Regions from separate parts of the Pan troglodytes genome. Here region 1 is linked to region 2. The links are chromatin contacts, called in public Hi-C maps. All regions are on one chromosome and are shown on one strand. Each heading gives the region's core, a stretch centred on a gene start, on an enhancer-like site or on the middle of the called end of the contact. The rest is flanking DNA. Distances are from core to core; before and after follow the strand shown. Region 1 holds the start of ADM (adrenomedullin). Region 2 overlaps SBF2 (SET binding factor 2).

Evidence for each region. A called contact is a pair of places that touch in the nucleus more often than the background predicts.
Region 1: a contact with region 2 is called in a Hi-C map of stem cell-derived neural progenitor cells, with 4 times the contacts expected there. The contact joins the promoter of ADM here to the enhancer-like site in region 2. A contact is called at or near these places in 4 of 7 Hi-C or Micro-C datasets (blood, induced pluripotent stem cells and stem cell-derived neural progenitor cells) and 1 of 1 datasets of contacts at active chromatin or transcription factors (stem cell-derived excitatory neurons).

Annotation. Positions count from the first base shown.
Region 1 is chr9:14,453,247-14,455,946 of NHGRI_mPanTro3-v2.0_pri, forward strand. ADM (adrenomedullin) reads left to right here and starts at 1,422. Exons shown (of 4, transcript XM_001169702.6): 1 at 1,422-2,700.
Region 2 is chr9:14,137,446-14,140,145 of NHGRI_mPanTro3-v2.0_pri, forward strand. The region is part of intron 13 of SBF2 (SET binding factor 2); the gene reads right to left. Among named protein-coding and RNA genes, the nearest start is that of SBF2, 310 kb to the right of the region's middle. Within about 2 kb of position 1,381, at least 6 of the 24 cell types and tissues checked have an H3K27ac peak or open chromatin away from gene starts, as enhancers often do. A contact at or near this core is called in induced pluripotent stem cells and stem cell-derived neural progenitor cells, where this site is marked.

The DNA.
Region 1 (2,700 bases), core at 172-2,671, 320 kb after region 2:
CAGGATGCATCTTGAACTTTGTTTTCAAGTGAACTTTGTAAACAAGTCCTCAGCTTAAAAGACATTTTGAACTATATTAATAATAAATGCATCATAAAATTTCCTGTTTGATAAAGGAGGCATCTGAGATAATTATGCAATGCACTTAGCTACTCACATTTTAGTTATTCTTATTAATATCATTGATATTTATTATTTTTCAATGCTTCTCTGAAAGACCTGAGTATGGCCACTCTGGCTTTAAGAACTGTGTCCACAGTGCTAGCTGAGAAACCACTACCACATATTTTTTTAAACTCCAAACTTTACTAAGAATCAGGCTTGGATATAGGGCCTAAAAATCATTCAATTGGAATGTGAAGAAGTTGAAACACCATTACGCAAAAACCCTTTAGCATATGTGTATGTGTGTCTCCCTAATGTCAGGATGTACACATTTATTACAGTGGTTTGGATGTTTATTTGTAATCTGACCTTTTGAAATTCTGGAGCACACAAAAAAAGTAGATCTTCATTAACAAGGATTTTTTTTTCTTTTTCTTTTCTCTTTTCTTGCCAGAAACTTTAAAGATGTTTCTTCCTTCACTTCCTTCCTTCCTTGTACTGTCCTTGCTCAACGTGAATCTACAATCACTGCCACTTGAATGGATGCAACTTATGTTAATAAATCACCAGGATCAGAACTCCCACTGCAGCATTTCCTTCTCCATAGAACCATTGAACCAGAAATGCATTCTAGTGTTTTTTTTTGTCGTTAACGATGATTAATTAAACAAACTCGAGATTTCACGAGAAAAAACATAGATGCCCAGATTTAACAAATTCCTTATCTTTTTTCGACTTAAACCCACGACGCTTTGGGGAGCACTCTAGCCCCTGCTACTCACCCATGCAAGCGGAGTGCGCGCTCGCGCACACTCTCACACACTCCAAGATAGGGGCTTTCTAGGAAAATACTTTGAGCTGCCAATCCAAGATTTTACTTAAAGAATTGACTTGGTTCTCAAGTGACAGATCTCTAAGTGCCAGAGCGGCAAAGTGCACCAGGCTGATAAGGTGCATGCCAAGACTCTCAGGTGGGAATTCTTGTCACAGCCAAGAGGTTGCTGGCATAGGCACCCGAGGCTGGCAGAGCCTAGCCTCTGAGTCTCCCTACACTCCTGGGCTTGCTTTCCTTTTTGAAGCCGCCTGCAGCTCAAAGAGGAGTTTGAACCAAGGGCACTGGCTTCGCGATCCTCCTGGCAGAGCCACAGCTCAAGTTTCCCCACGGAATCACGAGCTTTTGTAAAGGGCAGCGAGGTGGCAGCGAGTTACAGTCGCAGAGTTCTCTGGAGAACGAACACCCCCGCCGCGCCCCACCCCCCAGGACTGGTGGAGACTGGAAGGAACGAGTCCAGACCACGGGACCTTCCCTGGCCGTGGGCCGACGCCTAGCTGTCCTTGACCTCCCCAGCAGTCGGAGGCGCGCGCGGGAGAAATGAAAGTAAAACCTGTCCTGGCGCGGAACCAAGTGGAAGCTGGCGACAAGTAGGTCGCATCCTCAGAGCGACTGATAGCCAGTCCTGGATCTGCGCGAAGAGCTTGACTCGCAGAGGATAAAGTGAAAGGAAAAGGAAATGGGAGACAAGGGAGAAGAACAATAGTTAGGCTGGGGAGGCTCCTGGTCACCGAGCAGGCGTTCAGTAATAGCTGCTGTCTGCGGTGCAGACGGACTAGTCGCCCGGCCAGGCCACTGCGGTGACTGCCCTGCGCCCAGCCGGGCGGCCGGATCCAGACCAGTGCGCCGCGCTGCACTCCTCTAACCCTCCGCGTCCCAACCCCTTACCAGGGCCAGGGTCAGGGCCCGGAATCTGTCCTCCGTCCTCAGATGGAATTCAGGTCCGCTCAGGTGACTCCTTCCAGGAAGAGTCCTTAAATAACTTCCGCGCGGCCATTTCTTCCCCAGGTGCAATGTCCACTGTTGAGTCCCGAGAGTGAAAAGGCAGCTAAGCCAGCAGTGCGCGGCCCAGACAGACCACTCTGGGCAAGGTCCGCGCGACCCACTGCCCAGCCGCCTTTGCACCGGAGCTCAGAGCCATATGGCAGAGTAGGAAGGAAGCTTAAACGTCTGCTGGGGACCGGCTCTAAGATGGGGACTCGAGAGATGGGACATGACTCGCCCACCTTCACACAGCGAATTGCCGGGAGGTGAGGACTAGAAACCTGTTTGGCTAGTGGTCTCGCACCTTTGGCCTCTCCGTCGAGTCGCTGGGCTTCAGGACATTCGATTAGAGGAGTAGTTAGTAGGACCCCAGAAACCCACAAGCAAGAAGCAGGAAGCCCCGTGGCTTAGCCTTTCCTTCCCAGTTTGGCCCCCAGGAGAGAAGTAAGAAAGAGAAGAAGCTGTGATGAAAGAGCACAAACGGGTGGCAAACGTGTTTAGCGTGATTCATCATGAACAGGCACAAATTCTTAGGGCGGGGGCTAGGACTCTCCTTTGCCCCTTGAGAAGTTGGTGACCCCAGCCTAGAGGAATCCACGCCGCGCCCCAGTCGGCCGTGCTAGCGTGTCGGGCCGAGTAGGGACTCTGCTGCTTCCTACCTGCAGGGTGACTTCCCCTCTCTGCAGATACCTCCCCTCTCTGAGCTTGAATTTTCTACCTGCTGAAATGGGAAAAGGAATGTTACCTTCCTTGCCTGACTCAAGGGTGGGTGTGAAGCT
Region 2 (2,700 bases), core at 131-2,630:
ATAGAATGTTACATTTCTGTCTTCCAGAATATTTTTTTGTTTACTAAAGTCAGGACCTAATTGTAATGAAAAAAAATCACATCTTCCCTCAACTTTTCCCTGGAGGACTATAGTTCCGACTTACTTTACTTTTCTTAGGACTCAAAACTTCACAGCAGGAGAAATAAGGAACACTCATTAGCCCAAATCCATTTTTCCATATGAATATAATCTCTGTCATTTTATGCTCTTTTCTTTCCTGGTGTTCAAATAGTTATTTCACACTTTACCACATCCGAGTCCTTTTAACTTATTGCATTTCCTCTATCCATGGAATATTTTCATCCTTGTGTTTCTGTGGTCACTTGTCAATTTGCTTTTTTTCTTTCAGCTTTTCGCTCCCTCTGTTCAAAACAATGCAACTCCTGACCAGCTGCCAACCGCGGTGCCAAGCCAAAGCAGAGGACACTGGTCGGTTCTGTCTGAGGTGGTTCTGGTCTCCAGTGAGTCTAATCTTTATGTCTTACAAGAGACCCAAATGAAAACCATAATGAGGGCAAATGACTAACTGAAAAAATTGTGACTAACATGTTTTCATAACACACTGACTGACAGGAAAATTACTTTGAAAAATGTGGTCTATTTTGATATACGGTACCAACTGTAATATCTCATAATTTACAATCCAGAGCAAAAAAACTATCACAGGAAGCTTTCTAGTTCTGTGAACAAAATACTTTATTTAACAGTATATTTTTAAAATTAATGACTGTCTAAATAGAGTGGATCATGGCAGATGGGAGGCAGGACTAGATTGCAGCTCCAGACAGAGAAGCATGTGGAGGCTTGCATTGTGAGTTTCAGCTCTAGATCAACTGCAAGAACAAACCAGCAATCTGGAGAGGAATCACAGACCCTCGGAAGGAAGTGAACTGCTCCTGCGGGATTTGGGAGACACCCCAAATACTGTGAGTGCCCCAACTGTCTAAGTGGGAAAGGGAGACCCTCCTCTCCCGAACACACACCGGAGAAGCTGAAGGTCTAAATGTGGGAGAAGTTTCCGACTTTACCTAAAGCTGAGTCAAGTTAGAGAGCCAAGCGAAATACAGGGGTAGAGAAAGCAGCAGAAAGGCCCTGGGAGCTTGCTGGGTCCCAAAGCAGCCCATTCCTGCCTGGCACCACAGGGATCCCTCGGGAGGGTGGCCAGCGGAGCAGCAGGTAAAACTCCACAGGGAGAAGGAATTCTCTAGCTGAACTTTTTAACTATTTGAATGGGGTGAGAAGCCCCGGGGGTGGTGGGGGCTGCAAATCCGGGTTGCAGACTTCACAGGCAGGGGAAGAACTAAAGCACTTTTCTTTCACAGCTGGGAGGCGGATAGCCTCGGGCAAGTTTTCAAGCCCGTCTGGCAGCCCGTCTTGCCCTCTGCCTGGAAACAGACTCAGGGCTACTAGGGGGCACAGCGGGAGAGAAACTGGCCCTTCTGTTTGCGTGGGAGCTGGGTGAGGCCTGTGACTGCCGGCTTTCCCCCACTTTCCTGACAACTTGCATGACTCAGCAGAGGAAGCCATAATCTCCCTAGGTACACAACTCCAGTGAGCTGGGAATCTCACCCCCATCCCCCACAGCAGCCACATCAAGACCCGCCCAAAGAGAATCTGAGCTCAGACAGGCCTAGCTCCTTCCCAACCTGATGGTCCTTCCCTATCCACCCTGGTAGCAGAAGACAAAGGGCATATAATCTTGGGAGTTCAAGGGCCCTGCCCACCACTGGTCCCTCTCCACACTACTACACCTGATGCTTTCTGGAAGGCACCACCTCCTGACAGGAGGCCAACCAGCGCAAAAACAGAGCATTAAACCACCAAAGCTAAGGGCCCTCATGGAGCTCACTGCACCCTCCGCCACCTCCACCGGAACAGGCACTGGTATCCACAGCTGAGAGACCCATAGACGGTTCACATCACAGGACTCTGTGCAGACAATCCTCGGTACCAGCCTGGAGCCAGGTAGACTCGCTGGGTGGCTAGATCCAGGAGAGACAACAATCACTGCAGTTCGGCTCACAGGGAGTCACATCCATAGGAAAAGAGGGAGAGTACTACACCAAGAGAACACTCTGTGGGACAAAATAATCTGAACAACAGCCTTCAGTCCTAGACCTTCCCTCTGACAGAGCTTACCCAAATAAGAAGGAACCAGAAAACCAACCCTGGTAATATGACAAAACAAGGCTCTTCAACATCCCCCCAAAAATCACACTAGTTCACTAGTAATGGATCCAAACCAAGAAGAAATCTCTGATTACCTGAAAAAGAACTCAGGAGGTTAGTTACTAAGCTAATGAGGGAGGGAGCAGAGAAAGGTGAAGCCCAATGCAAGGAAATCCAAAAAATGATACAAGAAGTGAATGGAGAAATATTCATAGAAATAGATAGCTTAAAGAGAAAACAATAAAAAATTCAAGAAACTTTGGACACACTTTTAGAAATGGGAAATGCTCTGGAAAGTCTCAGCAATAGAACTGAACAAGTAGAAGAAAGAAATTCAGAGCTGGAAGACAAGGTCTTTGAATTAACCTAATCCGACAAAGACAAAGAAAAAAGGGTAAGAAAATATGAACAAAGCCTCCAAGAAGTCTGGGATTATGTTAAATGAACAAACCTAAGAATAATCGCTGTATCTGAGGAAGAAGATAATTCTAAAAGCCTGGAAAACATATT